Linked DNA regions of Bombyx mori: region 2 is linked to region 1. Evidence: chromatin contacts called from public Hi-C data. All regions are on one chromosome and are shown on one strand. Each heading gives the region's core, a stretch centred on a gene start, on an enhancer-like site or on the middle of the called end of the contact. The rest is flanking DNA. Distances are from core to core; before and after follow the strand shown.

Evidence for each region. A called contact is a pair of places that touch in the nucleus more often than the background predicts.
Region 2: a Hi-C map of midgut shows a contact between it and region 1, with 1.8 times the contacts expected there. The contact joins the enhancer-like site here to the promoter of LOC101740355 in region 1. A contact is called at or near these places in 4 of 7 Hi-C or Micro-C datasets (midgut, an unstated tissue and whole pupa).

Annotation. Positions count from the first base shown.
Region 1 is chr10:10,236,741-10,244,150 of ASM3026992v2, forward strand. LOC101740355 (transmembrane protein 132E) reads left to right here and starts at 3,810. Exons shown (of 21, transcript XM_004923156.5): 1 at 3,810-4,247. The coding sequence starts at 4,214. It overlaps LOC134199585 (a long non-coding RNA gene), which reads left to right. Exons shown (of 2, transcript XR_009974140.1): 2 at 182-528.
Region 2 is chr10:10,315,659-10,323,068 of ASM3026992v2, forward strand. It overlaps LOC101740355 (transmembrane protein 132E), which reads left to right. Exons shown (of 21, transcript XM_004923156.5): 7 at 553-701; 8 at 1,754-1,955; 9 at 2,672-2,844; 10 at 4,326-4,494; 11 at 4,912-5,184; 12 at 6,174-6,308; 13 at 6,907-6,947; 14 at 7,346-7,410. Among protein-coding and RNA genes, the nearest start is that of LOC101740715, 16 kb to the right of the region's middle. Within about 2 kb of position 2,698, at least 3 of the 8 cell types and tissues checked have open chromatin away from gene starts, as enhancers often do.

The DNA of each region.
Region 1 (7,410 bases), core at 2,560-5,059:
TGCTGGCCCGCAGATTTACTGGTTGCGATAGCTATGTCAAACTTACAATTTTTAAAGCTTATTGCCAGAATTTTTACGCCAGTAGTCTGTGGACCACATACACGCGGAGAGCTTACAATGCCCTACGCGTTCAATATAATAATGCGTTTAGGATGATGTTGTCACTGCCGCGCTTTTGTAGTGCATCCACAATGTTTGCGACATCTCACACCGATGACTTCTTTGCAATAATGCGGAAGAGAAGTGCATCGTTATTGCGTCGAGTTCGTGACAGTGGCAACAGTCTTTTGAGAATCATATCGAGCAAGATCGAGGGACTGCTGATCAATAGCCTTTGCAGTAGGCACTTGGAAGGAGAAAAAAATAAAATAAAAAATGTAATGGTATAAAATGTATATATATAATGAGAGTTATGTGTTAGATTTTTTAAGTCACTAACATAGATATAAGTAATTACTACTAACAAAATGTTATGGTTTTAAAAAACAAAACTGAAATAAAGAATTAATAATAATAATAATAATAAAACTAATATTGAGCGTCGAAAGATTTTCCTGGTTTTTTCTCCATTCACCTCTCAATCCCTAATCACCCCGTTTTTCGGTACTACGGGAATATGTGTTTCCAGAGATGATTCTTGTCTAAACCATGCAACAATGAAATGAATTCCTTTCTCTTTGGTATTTCCTGAGTGCTATGTCCTTTATATGTATTTTTTACACACGTGGCTTATCAAGGGTCTTTCTCCGATCTGGTTATGTCACTGGTTCGAATTACGATACGATAGCTCTCTCATCGTGGGCCACGAGCTATGTACTTACTAACCGACACAGACGACGCCGGGGCAACGAAAAGTAGCCGTTATCTTAAACACATCTTATCGGATTCACCCAATACACTTTCGGTGCTCTTAGTTTCCCATAAACACCACCAGTGTCACATCGAACCTTCTCAATGGGTCGCGATTCTGATCTGGTAACAGATTCAACGAAGCACTGCTGGTGTTAGCAAGTTTTGTACCGTGAGCTCACCAACTAAATCGCGCGTAGTTGAAATAGCCCCATAAGCTACCAGCGATTAGCTAGCAAAAAAACAAAAATGCGGGGGCTTGATATTCATGTTTTAATGTTTACGAGTTCCAGTATCCGTTTAATATTAGCTGGGCCGAGGCCTCGTTCATCTATCTGTGTCATAAAAAACAGAGTTCACAGTTCCAAACTATGATTTTCTCACAAAGATGATATCTGATTTTGAATAGGCCCCATGGCATATTATGGAACCTGGGAATTGAGGTGTGGAAGTTAAAGTCACTAACTACAAAACCAACGGAAATATTAATATAAATAGCTCATATATCTTTAAGATCTTGAAGTCGTCAAGTCCTAAAGGATAAGACGCCCGCAATACTCTAATCGCACGATGCCAGTGTTCGCATCCACGCAGCAATTTTTTGAAATACGTTTAAAAAAATTGGTGCGTGGATGCGATCATGTATACGTATATGTATTTAACACATGTTCACGAAGGTTGCGACTGCCGTTATAAATTATACCACAGAGACCTTAAGTCTCAATGTGTCTATGGGCTCCGTTGAACAACTAACACCAGTTCGACCGTGAGCTAGTTCATCCGTCTATTCAATAAAAAAGTTGACTTTTTGGATTCTTCCTGATTAAATAAATTCCATTGGAACTATCCTCTTACGCGAAGTCATCATACGCTCTGGTTCATGGGTTGGGATGAGCGCTTTAAAATACCTATTATGAAGATTTCGACTTCGTCTGACGGCGGGTAGCATTCATGGGTCTCTTTGAAGACTTATTAACTTTTGAATAGTCAGGCCAAACGGATGTTTCAGACATTTTTGATGGTCTACTGACGATTCCTATTTTAATTAAGTACGTTTAAATAAGATTTTTGCAATCAAACAAAGGTTCTGAAATGTTGTTGTGTAGTAAAATAATAAAACAAAAAATTTCTTGCCAAATAAAGACAAAGAATTCTATGTAAAAGTCTTCTAATCAAATTCTAATGTAGGTAATTACTATCTATGTGGTTTCTGTTAAGTTAATAATTTTTATGTTTGGCGTTAAGCTGAATGTAGGTAATAATAATAAGTCATAAATACAGGCTTATATAATTGTGTGTCGTATACCTACTGAGAAAGCGTTTTTACAAATATAATATGTTAGTCCGAAACGATTTTAGGACCGTAAACTTCGAACTTGGGTTGGCCTGGGCCTTGGGATGGTCTATGGAGCGGTGACGATACCGGGCGGGTATTATTGGATATCGTTGGTTGTTGAAATCTCATCAATGTATCATGTTCATTAAAGTATTACGTAAAACACAAAAGGGCAATACATGAGTCATCAGTTACGTAATAGAGTTTGGAAAGAAGCTTCTTGATGTAATTTACTTCATAATCTTTTTTAAAGAAAATTCAGGCAGTGTTAATATTGGGCAGTTTTCCAGTTTTAATTTGAGCTTGTGTCTTACCCTTAAATGCCTTTTCCAATGTAAGCACAAAAGCTTTTGAATATCTTAAAATACAATTTTCGTATATCATACAAAACTTAATATCATCATTAAGTATTTTAGTATTAGCTACACATATTGTCCTAATTTTAAAAGTAAATCAACTTATTAATTAATTAACTGATTTTCTCGCCGGATTTTTTCAGTGGGTCGCAATTCCGATTCGGTGGTAGATTCTACGAATACGTGTCTTACTAAGATTAGTGTTAGCAAATTCTCTCAGGTTGAGCCTGTGAACTCACCTACCCGTCCAAGCGTAGGCGAGGCGAGCTGGAATAGCCTCATAAGTTACCGGCGAATAGGTATGGAAAAAAATAAAAATATCAAAATGCAGTTCAATATTTCCATCTGTTAGTAAATTAATTTTCTATTTAGTTGTCGCTATTGCGAGATTTGCTATTACCACTCAAATATTATGGTTATAATGGAAACGCTCAATCAGTTTCTGATCAATAATAAAACAAAAGAGAAAATATAATAGATCCAGTTTGAGAGTTGTCAGTAATTTTAATCGAATTTTGAATTTTATTACACAAAAAACTGGGTTATTATACTAGGAAATATGAAACACAAATGGGAAATACATATTCCAAATTCTCCTGTATTCGCCATCGTCAAATGATTAATTATTTCGCAAATCATATACGAGTATAGTGTAAATCAGACATTGTGTACGGTACCTTATATATTGCGTTAAGCAATATGTGTCACACTTTCAGGCTGTAAGTAACCGACCCACATAACAAAAGTTTTATAGCAATCTGCAGTATGTCCTTGTTCCAAGTTAATTCGGTTTGCGGATCTCTTCGCTCCCAACTTAAAGTGACGTCATCGGTCGCAAATGTAGGCTGAAGCCCAACAAGAGCAATTATAGCTATGAGTATATCTGGACAATTACTTGAGCTATCACATACCTGTAGCTATTGGAATTTTTGTTGAGTATTGAATTAAAAAATAAGACTGACGATAAAAGTGTAAGATTTATTACAAAATTAATTATGAGACGTTGTTACTTTGCAAGCCCGACTTGCTCGAACGTAATTATTTAACATGCTTAATTATATTGCATCATAGACCTGGTCATTTTATTTCAATGGAGAAGGTGGAATTAAGATATTTTTTTTCAAAGAGCCGTTCGTAGTAGGCAGTAAAGGATGTGAAATATAGGAAGGAGGCGTCGTCGGTCAATACTGGAGGTGGTGCGGTGCGGGAGCGGTGCGCAGGCGTGGCCCCCCGTCCCCTGTCCCCCGCTGCTACCGGCCCACTCACGCAACTCGCGAGTCAGCCGCCGTGCGCTGCGATCGCGTGTACCAGAGACCCTTTGAACTAACTCGAGCCATGTGTGATGTTTTCATCGCAGAGGGTGACTTTCGTCTAGGTTTCGTCCGCGACATTTATTTGTATGAATGAATAAATTTTGCAAATAATATATTCTGACGAGTCGTTTAGCTGACTGTATAGGGGGACAGCTTTCGCCTAGTGTCTACTTTTCTGGTAAGCTCGTGGCCGTTGACATTGCAGCGTGCGGATCCCGCAGTGCGTGAGTGTGTGATTAGCGAACATAATAAACGAAGAGATCAGCTGAGTCGCGTAAACATTTTTAATTAGACAATTAACGATGTCATAGACTAGATGTACCGAAGCACATAAATACCGGTCCTGCAAGACTTCAAACATGCGGCGTTTATTGCTCCTGTTCCTACTTACAGGTAAATAGATTTGTAACTGTAATATGTATCTGTAAATATTGTATTTAGAACTAGTATAATTCATTAATTTAGTTACTGATATGCTTATTATATAAATTGAAACTTCCGAGACCCTCATTAGATTACTTTAAAATTGTATAAAATAAATTGAGCATGATTTTTTGGCACAAATATGACAATAAGTATAAAATTTGCTGCCAAAGTTATTTAAAAAAAACCGAATAAACGGGATCAAATAAGATAAACTACTTAATTCGCAAAATTAATTATTTGTTAACTTTATTGTTATATTTCTTCTATTTGATTCGAAAACATGATAATAACCAAGTAATGTTGTATAGTGTGTTGTTACACATGCATTTGTATGGCAGGGCAGCGTTTTGTTCAAGGATTTAAGAAATATCTGGTGTTCGATAGCGTCGTTATTGTAAGAGTGTATTGTACAATATCCATCTGTCGGCATGAACGAAGGGTATTGGTTCCGTCGGATTAAATTAATCGTGATGCAGCAAAACGGGAACATTCGTTAATCTTCGTGTTTCGCTAATAATTGAAAAGTAATAATGAAAGTACTATGTTAACTGAAACTACTATGCTAATGTCACATTTCGTTGAATGAGATTCAATGCAAACAAGCACACGAAGAATTGTTGCACTTATTCGACTTTTTTTGAAATCGGTAAAACGTGTTAGTTCAAGTACCTTTTCAAAATCATGTATTTAATATAAGTTTTTAATAGAGTGGAACCTAGAATTTATATCATTATGGTTTGCCATCAATTACTATCAGCTCACAAACTGGACGGTATAAATAAAACACAGCGCATCTATGAAAGTATAATTATACCTAAATTTTTTTTTATTGCCCTTGTAGGCAGACGAGCATACGGCCCACCTGATGGTGAGTGGTTACCATCGCCCATGGACTTCAGCAATGCCAGGGGCAGAGCCAAGCCGCTGCCTACAAACATTTAAAGTCCAGGAATAACGAGGAGAACTTACCTAAGTACTTCAAATTTAGGAGTATGAATGACAGCTGCTTCGCAAACATTGAATAAATTTAAAGCATTCCTATTCATTCAAATCCTTTTTGATATCTCCGAAAAATGGCAGGGCTTACGATTAGAATAAGGAACTTGGGGTCTTTATTTATAGCAGCGGGCCGACAGGTGTTCAATACAGGTAGACGACCGGAATGGACCCGACCCGTGGCTGGGACGAGATTACTCTTATAATGAAAAATCTTTGCACATGTAAAACCCATATAGAAATTCGTTGGTTTTCTTTTCAATGATTTTCAAGAATCCATTTATTTTATCTCTCAAGTTTCACTCATTTGATATCCATACATATATTTTAAATATAATATCCACCTATATTCCAATGCTTTATTAAAATTTTCTAAAAGTTTGAGAAAGAAAAAAAACCCAGCGTTTATACTTTGAAAATACGTTTTATTAATTTTCTGGCGTATTCACGTTTCAACGCAAAAAGTCATCAGGAACTTTTGCTTTGAAGCTATCTGTCGCAGATAGCCCTGTCCCAAACACGCCTTTATAAATCACAAAGTTTTGCCCTCGGAGGAGTTACCAAAAGTTTAGGTCTCAATACCCACATCAATCTCAAAAAAAGGTGTTTATTGAATGGAACAAAACAGGTTTGTTCAAAGAAAAACGACCTAAAATTTTCTGTAGAATTCGCTGTGCTTTAATAAATAAAATAATAATAAGTAAAATAATATACATTTTAAAAACTATAAAGGAGTTCAGTAAATACTAGAAGAACGCATCTGTTTTAACGTTTTAGAGTTCTACATAAAATTGTTTCGCGTTCGATAAATATTTTTTGCTCCAGTTTAGCGGATGTGGCTTGCACCTGGCTTGTGTTTTTTCTCCTTTATTTTAAGTATGCCACGTTACCTTGTTGTCTGGATAGCATCTTGAAATTCTCTATTATTGTTCCAAAAAACGTTTCAGTTACATAAACCGAAGAAGCTTAAACACACTATAAGGATAATGTTTTAGTACTTTTCTCTTTCTTGCCCTGGTACAACATGTATCCATCATATTGATGTTTGTAAATCAATATTTTTGACAAGGATCAGAATTAATGCGAGGGAACTCACAGAAAATATGAGTTTTCTTTATTTATTTTTTATTGCTTTGATGGGTGGACGAGTTCACGGCCCACCTGGTGTTAAGTGGTTACTGGAGCCCATAGACATCCACAACGTAAATGCGCCACCCGCCTTGAGATATAAGTTCTAAGGTCTCAGTATAGTTACAACGGCTGCCCCACCCTTCAAACCGAAACGCGTATAATACCACTATTGATCTTATTGTTTAAATTTATTCGAAGAATCCACCCTTTTCACTATAATCATAATATTAATATAATCATAGCTATATTTCTGTTAAATTCTTTAAAAAATTACTCTCGCGCACCCTTTTTGCACAAATAGTTATTTGTATAGATTAACTGGACCTCATGACATGCGTTCGTACCATGCTTTGATCACGCAAAAAGATAGAAACAATGACAATAATGTTCATAAATTACAAAATCATTATGCTACATGCTTATACAATATTCACACAACAAAAATCTTAGCATTTTAAACAGTCATTTCGATTGCGTAACATAGATCGTATTATGGTTCCAAGAAAACTTGGTTTATGTCTATTTTAGGGTGTTGACAGAGAAGGCATAATCAAAACGGGTGCAAGGAGTCGATAAGTGGTCGGGCGCCGGCTTTCATCTCTGTTATGTGTGTGTTTACACCCGATGTACAGCGGTGTGCGTAGGCGCATCTTCACACTGCAATTCGACTTTTGTGTGAGTTTTATTTATGGCTTTTCTGATTGCGGCCCTGTTTTCGATCTTGGGTTTTTATCTTTTTTTTTTAAACGTTTTAATAAATACATTGACATTTAAATGCACTTCTTAACTGTCACTTCAAATTTGAGCCTATTGCTATCGTCAATTAACTGAGTAATTTTGTACTTGAAATTTTTTCCTTGATATTCCACAGAAGAGAACAATTTAAATTTAAATGTATAATTGAATTACCAATTAATTGATGCCAGTATTTAGAGAGGTTTATTAATTGGGTAAACGAGCTCACGGTCTAACTGGTGTAAAATGGTCCAGTCCATACACATTG
Region 2 (7,410 bases), core at 1,448-3,947, 78 kb after region 1:
TGGTTTACACTCCCAGTCTTTTGTAAATTTATATCTTAAGCATTATTCTAATACGGTGTCTTACCCTGTATTACTAATTAATAATAATAATTCATAAGATGTATTTCATATTTAAAAATATTAAAAATACGTATTTAATAATTATATAAAACGGAATCAGCGTCAATAATTTTTTTTATGTAGTTTTTTTTTAAATATTATGTTATATGTCAAGAAATGTACCGTAAATAATAATGGATGACGATAAATAGGATTCAATATTATTTTTTTATTCATATTTAATTAAGAAGCTTAGTGATTGAAGCTTAATGCTAAATTCACTATCAGGATAGCTCGATCTTCGAAGGAAGAAAATCTGATTGGAATTAATTAAGAAATAAAATAAAATGATGATTGATGGAAGTCTTATCGGAAAACGTTTTGATTCACCTTTCAAATAAAGCCTCCATAATAGTTAGTCTGTATAGTCAAAAACATAATTTTTTATGTTGAATATTTCATTGTCTATGCGTTTTTTTTTGTATGGATTGTTATTTACAAAATATACCTTAGGTTGGAAGGTGTCTGACGATGCAAGTTCAAAAGACAGACAGCGACGATCATTGTCGGCTCGAGGCTGGGGCGGATCTAGATCTGACGGCACTAACTCTTTGACGGATCAACGCTCTTGTCGATTGAGATATCAGCAGAGCAACGTAGAGGTAAGATATACGCCGCAGGTGAGGTTTTTGTCTCTCAAGGCTTTTTATTTGTATTATTTATCATATAAACGTATGCAGATTCGAGTTGAGACTTCAAGGCTTGTTTCAAGTAACAAATTTTCTGATTAAATACGCACTTACTTGAAAAGTGTTCACAAACTATTTACGCTATGAAATAATAATATCTTGTAATAGAAATCGGATTTTATTAATCTGTAGTACTTTATTAAACACATTCAAAGTCTGTATGTAAATAGTGCGGATTAATTTCCTAGCTTAAGCCTGTTGAGTGGGGATCATTGAAACTTATTTTCTTAGGATTTGACGAGCCGTTTTCTTTAGTTTTAGTTAAAGTGTTTATAGCTTAATCTTAAGATTTTTTTTCCGTCGCGTCGAATAGCCGATCGTTTTCTAGGGCGCAGACGACTGCTCCCTTATTCATTTAAATTTAACCTCATATCTCAATATGAGTTCCTAAACTTTATGAGCTCAGGGAATACCTCGCCATCTACAGCCATAAAATGTTGTTTGTTACAATGTCTAAATGTTGTGATATATAAAAATATTTGGGATGTATTTAAAAAAAAATCCTAATCTAACAAATATGGCAAAAAGCTATCGTCCTTTTATACTTCCAAGTTTCTTATTATTATTATTGATTCATAGAATGACATCTAAAAATTTGATTGTCTCGTGCCTTATATATTTTAATACTACTATACAATCGAAATTCGTGCACCCTCTAGTAATTCGTTTTATTTCAGCCACAATGCTTAGTAATTTTTCTGCCCATAATAAATATAAATTTCTCTATTCACTATCCGCTATATAGTCTTAGTTCTGACATTTAATTCTAATCGTAATATCTAAATCTAAAATACTTGTACTAAATACTAAAATATTATGTTTCTACAGTTTAAATTCAAACAAACGGATGTTATTACGTATGTCTTGAAGCATTTATTTATTTTATTTCACTTAACGAGTGAGAAATTTATCTCAATAAACCCAAAATAAGCGAAAGTTCCGATACAAAAACGATTAATTTACAGGTGTACGCTCGTTTTCTTGCAAAAGATCACGACTCTGGAAGGGTGTCGTATTTCGTGTCTCGTCGAACTTGGCTTAAAGTTACCGAGCTCGTGATGTCGTTGATGCGTGTCGCCGACTTGCGCATCGCAACATTAAGAGGGAAACTTCTTCAGGGCCGGAGTACCGGCAGAACAGAGGTTCAAGTCTTATCCCCTATAACTGGTGAGTAGCTGTTTCACCAAATGCCCGTGTTACTTCTCTAATGAGTCTCAAAAAGAGTTCTTAGACCTTGGTGCGGATTTGCTTTGTAACATTGTTGTACTCAAATGTTTTCGATGGCAATAAAAAAAACATTTTTCCTAAGCCTAGTTACATTCCTTTGCGACATCAAAGGTTTTGTGATAGAATAAATATTAAAGTTTAAATAAGGAAAAATATTATGTAGCAAATCTTAATATAGTATTTTTTTGTTTCCGCGTCTCGTAGATGCAATTAAAACTATCTAAACGGCTTAATCTCGCGGACAAATGACTGACATGGAAAACTGTCAGTTTTTGAAACGTCAAAAATGTAATATAATATAATGTCAATAAATTTGCGAGAATAACCCGTAAAAGTAGTTTCAATTTTAAATATTAATGTTTAGGTAATATTTTCTTCAATAATCACAAAAAAGCTAGCTTGTTGGTTTATCATTATTTCACGCAACAGTGGAAATCGATATTGTAATTATTCTTACACAGATAGTTTATGGGCTGAAGAGCGGAATAGGCTTCTCTTTATCTTAGAAAACATTACAAACGTTTTAAATTACAAATTTTAGTTTTAATTCATAATATAAATTACAAATTTATCCTGAAGCCGTCGAGAACGCGTCTAGTCATTTTAATACACTCTGTTAAACATAATGACTAGTTTATGTCTGCCCGTGTTAATAGGTCGTGTTATCGGCGTCCGTGAAGTCCGTGTTGGTAACGACAAAGTATCGATCTCAAGGTTACTTGTTCGTGTGATATCTGGCCTTCAACTTAACATCTCTCCGGACTCGGCTATAGAAAATGGATATGTTTCCGAAACGACAGTCACGAGACGATTAACAGCACAATATCAGGTCTGTAAAAAAATTTACTTGAGGTGTGGAAATGTTTTTCTTGAAGAAAAAACAAAAGAGCGATTTAAAAAAAAATGTAAGAGCGCGATAATATTTTCAAATAAATAAAACAACGCGCGCTTCGATATCCTTTAAAAGGGGATTGCCCACTCTCCATAGTGTGCTAGGCCCAAGATGGACATCAAATATTACTATAAAAATGTACTGATTCAAATTCTTAAATGTATTAGATATCTAAAAAATATATTGAAATTGACGCCACTATTATAAAAAATATAATAAAAATAAAAACTCGTTTTGAGGTTAATTTTCTATATAAATAAGTGTCGGATTGTGAGATACTTCAAGAACTTTTCTTTTCTTAATGTTTAAGATGTTCCTAATGTATTTTTATACAATAGGGTATAAAAACACACTTAATTCTTTAAATATCTATATTTTCTTCATCTTCATACACAATTAGTATCATCTAAAAATAGCAAAGGAGAGCATATACACGGTTTTGAATCTCGGTCAGGGTAAAACCACAATTCACACAATGTTTTTTAGTCCTAGTATGAAACGTTATTGATAAAAGTAAAATAAATCGAAGAAAAATCAAAACACATCCATTTTGTACGCAAGCACAACACCACAAGCAGCAAGCGAAGTATCAGTCAGTCAGATTAAATTCAGTGTTGTCAGTATAAAGAAAAATAATTACATGAAATTCATATATCGATTATTTTTTTAAATAACCGATAATTGATTTATATCTTAATCTTTTTTTTACGAGTACACATTATTTTTTATGTTTTTGTTTTAGGTGTACATATTTAAATAACAATACTAGTAAAGTTTTTTTTATTGCTTAGATGGGTGGGCGAGCTCTCACAGCCACCCTGGTGTTGCTAAGTGGTTACTCGAGCCCACATACATCTACAACGTAAATGCGCCACCCACCTTGAGATATAAGTTCTAAGGTCTCAAGTATAGTTACAAGTTAAAGTCCAATGGGTATGTCTTCGATGTTATTTTATGTGCATAAAATCCATTAAAATCGTTTGATTAATGATAATACTTATAATGATTTATTTATATGTTTTATTTATATACTCAAAATATTTACTTCATACGTAAAAGGATTTGAAGCTGGCTATATTTTTCCCGCAAAAATAAAAATCCTTGTTTTTTCAATAGAGTTACTTTTTTTAAACTACTTATTGTAAACTATAGTGGCGCTTATTTGCAAGAATGTAAATGCATATTTATTTATGACAAAATTAATGCACTAAGTATTTTTTCTATAATCTATTGTCCGCTTTGGGCCTAAAATAGGCCATCCCCTTTGAGGATTCAAATTTAAAATTTGAGGATTCAAATTTTATTATTACCCAGACAGCGTTTCTTAAGTTATAGTACCAATTAAAATACACATTTGAAATAATTGTTTATCTTTTCGTAGTGTATTGTATACTCTATTCTGCATTTAAATTTTTTAGGAAGGTCTATTGGACATTGATATCGAGTATTCGGACGGAAGTCACACTCCGCTTCGCGATGTGGCCGTATCTGACTACTTTTTACTAGTCGAGAGCCTCGATCCCGAAGTTGTGGCTTTTGCGCCAATGTTGGCTTCCAAGCACCCACGTGTGATTGCTGTTGGTGAAGGTAATTTGTCCAATTACTTTAGTTTTGTGACTGTATGTAATGACTGAATTGTCTGTATCGCAAAGAGTTACGCCTTATTAATGTTAAACATTACTTAAATGTAATTAGATTGTAGTACATATTGTTGTGTTATGGTAACTAAGCTTGAACTGTATTTTTGTATGAAATATTTATTTACAAAATAACGAAATAATATAAGAAAACTATAAAATTGATGCGTAGCTTTTGGCGGCTGGATTTGAAAGAGAGTTTGGTGTCATGGCGGACGTCGCCCACTGACATTTTTACGTTCAGAAACCGAACAAGTATTTAAGTAACTATTGGCCCTGTCTAACAGCAAATGGACTATCTACGCCATTAATAGTTTTATTTTATTGAGTACACCATGTTAGTAGTTTATAAAAAAAAAACTTTCAGGCAGCGGTGAACTTCTTCGTGTGACTTTGTTAACGCCTGAACAATGTCGTTCCGGGCCAATACGACGCGTTGCGCTTCCCGGGAAAGGTGACGCAAAGACTCCGGCTAACATTAAAAACATTCCTGGGGCATTGGCCACGGCGGCTGCGAGCGTAGATGTCGACTTCAGCGGGGGAGATGCACCACAGAGACCGGATACGCCGCAGAACGATGATATTATGGCCAGAGGAGGACTTCGAAGTGGATTGTCGGACCTTAGCGACGTGTTGAAGGGTAAATTTTTTAATTAATACTAACAATTAATCAATCATTCAAAAGTCGTCGTGGCCTAAAGGATAAGACGTCCGGTGCGTTCGTATCTAGCGATGCAATGGTGTTCGAATCCCGCAGGCGAGTAGGACGATTGACTTCCACGGTGAAGGAATAACATCGTGTAATAAAAATCAAACCCGCAAAATTATAATTTGCGAAATTACTGGTGGTAGGATCTCTTGTGAGTCCGCACGGGTACCACCACCCGCCTGTTTCTGCCGTGAAGCAGTAAATGCGTTTCAGTTTGAAAGGCGGGGTAGCCGTTGTAACTATACTGAGACCTTAGAAATTATATCTCAAGGTGGGTGGCACATTTACGTTATAGATGTCTATGGGCTCCAGTAACCGTTTAAAATCAGGTGGGCTGTGAGCTCGTCCACCCATCTAAGCAACAAAAAAAAAAAAACGTGCAAAAATTTGTTTGTCACGTTAGTTAACGCATTACTTGACTTACAATTGAAAGATTTAGTTTATTAAAATGTTAGGCAAAATACTGAATGTTTACTGGTTGGGTAGGGTGTCTTGTCAGCCCTGTGAGGAAGAGATCGGATTAGGGTATGAGAATGCAAGGGGAGTTTGATTGAGTAGGGCCCTAAAAACATCCTTGTGATCGCGGTCTACTCATGAGGTTCGATTACCTGCCCGAAAAAAGGGGTCTTGTGAGCCCGCATGTTGGGGGTAGTTCACCCCCGCACGAGTACTTACCACCAAACTGTCTATTTCTGTCGTGAAGTGGTGCGTTTCGGTTTGAAGGGTGGGGCAACCGTTGTACTATAAAACTGAGATTTAAAACTCATGTCTTAAAGTGGTTGGTATTTACGTTGTTGATGTCTATGGACTAAAGTAACTACTTAATACCGGATGAACTGTGAGCGCGTCCACCTATCTGAGCCATAACAAAATAAATACAAAATTGTGAGAGTTCTTAAACTATGTTTACGCAATTCCAGGTATATCGCCGTTCAAAGACGAAAACAACCATGAACCGACAGTGCAGGCGCAACATTACAATTCGATCTTCCGAAGCAACCCCGCGCAGCACCCCCGACAACATCAATCAACCGTCATGACGCCGGTTGAAATAGGTAATATATTTTAAAATGTCAATACAGGTTGAGAATCACTGATCTAGACTCTAGATCAGTGATTGTCAATCTTTTTTTCTAGTCGCGGTACACTTTTAAGGATTTAAAAATTTGACGGTACACAAGGAATAAGATAGGTTTAAATGTTGTTTACTTACCTACTTACCTGTAACACACTGTGTAATGTTTATGATAATTATTTTGAATGTAAAATCAAATAATGTGTGTAATGGTGCATTTATCAAGGGATCAATTTCAAGTTTTAGTAATCAAAAGATTATTTACAAATTAATAAAACAAAAGTGGCGATGCACGGCGATATATAAATGAATATAAGAGGAATATTGGTTGAAAATCAAAATTTCGGTGACAAAAAGACCGATAGAAGTTAATATACCATGTGTATTTGTATTGGAATTGTTTACGAAAGATACGGCAGAATTGGTAATCCCGAACATAATAACTTACTGCTATTACCTTAACTTATATTGTTAAATATTATTTCAGAGCGTCAGCGAATCCTCATTAAAAGATAAAAATTATACAGTTAACATCATCTATATACATTAATACCATAAATAAAACCTTTCCTTTTCAGGAATGTACGTTCTCCTTGGTGCTTTCTGCTTCGCGATAGTAGTAAGTATAATAAACACGAAACGTTCCAAATATTATGAAAATATAAAATACTAAATAAAAGTAATAAGTTTCGAAAAACTTTTTTTATTTATTTATTGCATAGATGTGTGGGCGAGCTCACAGCTCACCTGGTGTTTTTTTTAAGCGGTTACTGGAGCCCATAGACATTTACAACGTAAATGCCGCCATCCACCTTGCGATGTGAGTTCTAAGGTCTCAATATAATTACAACGGCTGCCCCACCCTTCAAACCGAAACGCATTACTGCTTCACGGCAGAAATAGGTAGGGTGGTGGTAAACTACCCGTGCGGACTCACAAGAGGTCCTACCACCAGTAAACCATTTATACGATGACATAAATTTGAAATTATAACGTGTGAATATGTTTTTATTCAAGGTATTCGTCGTATCATGTGTGGTGTACGCTTCTCGTCTGAAGCCGGCCGGACCAGAAGGAGGCAC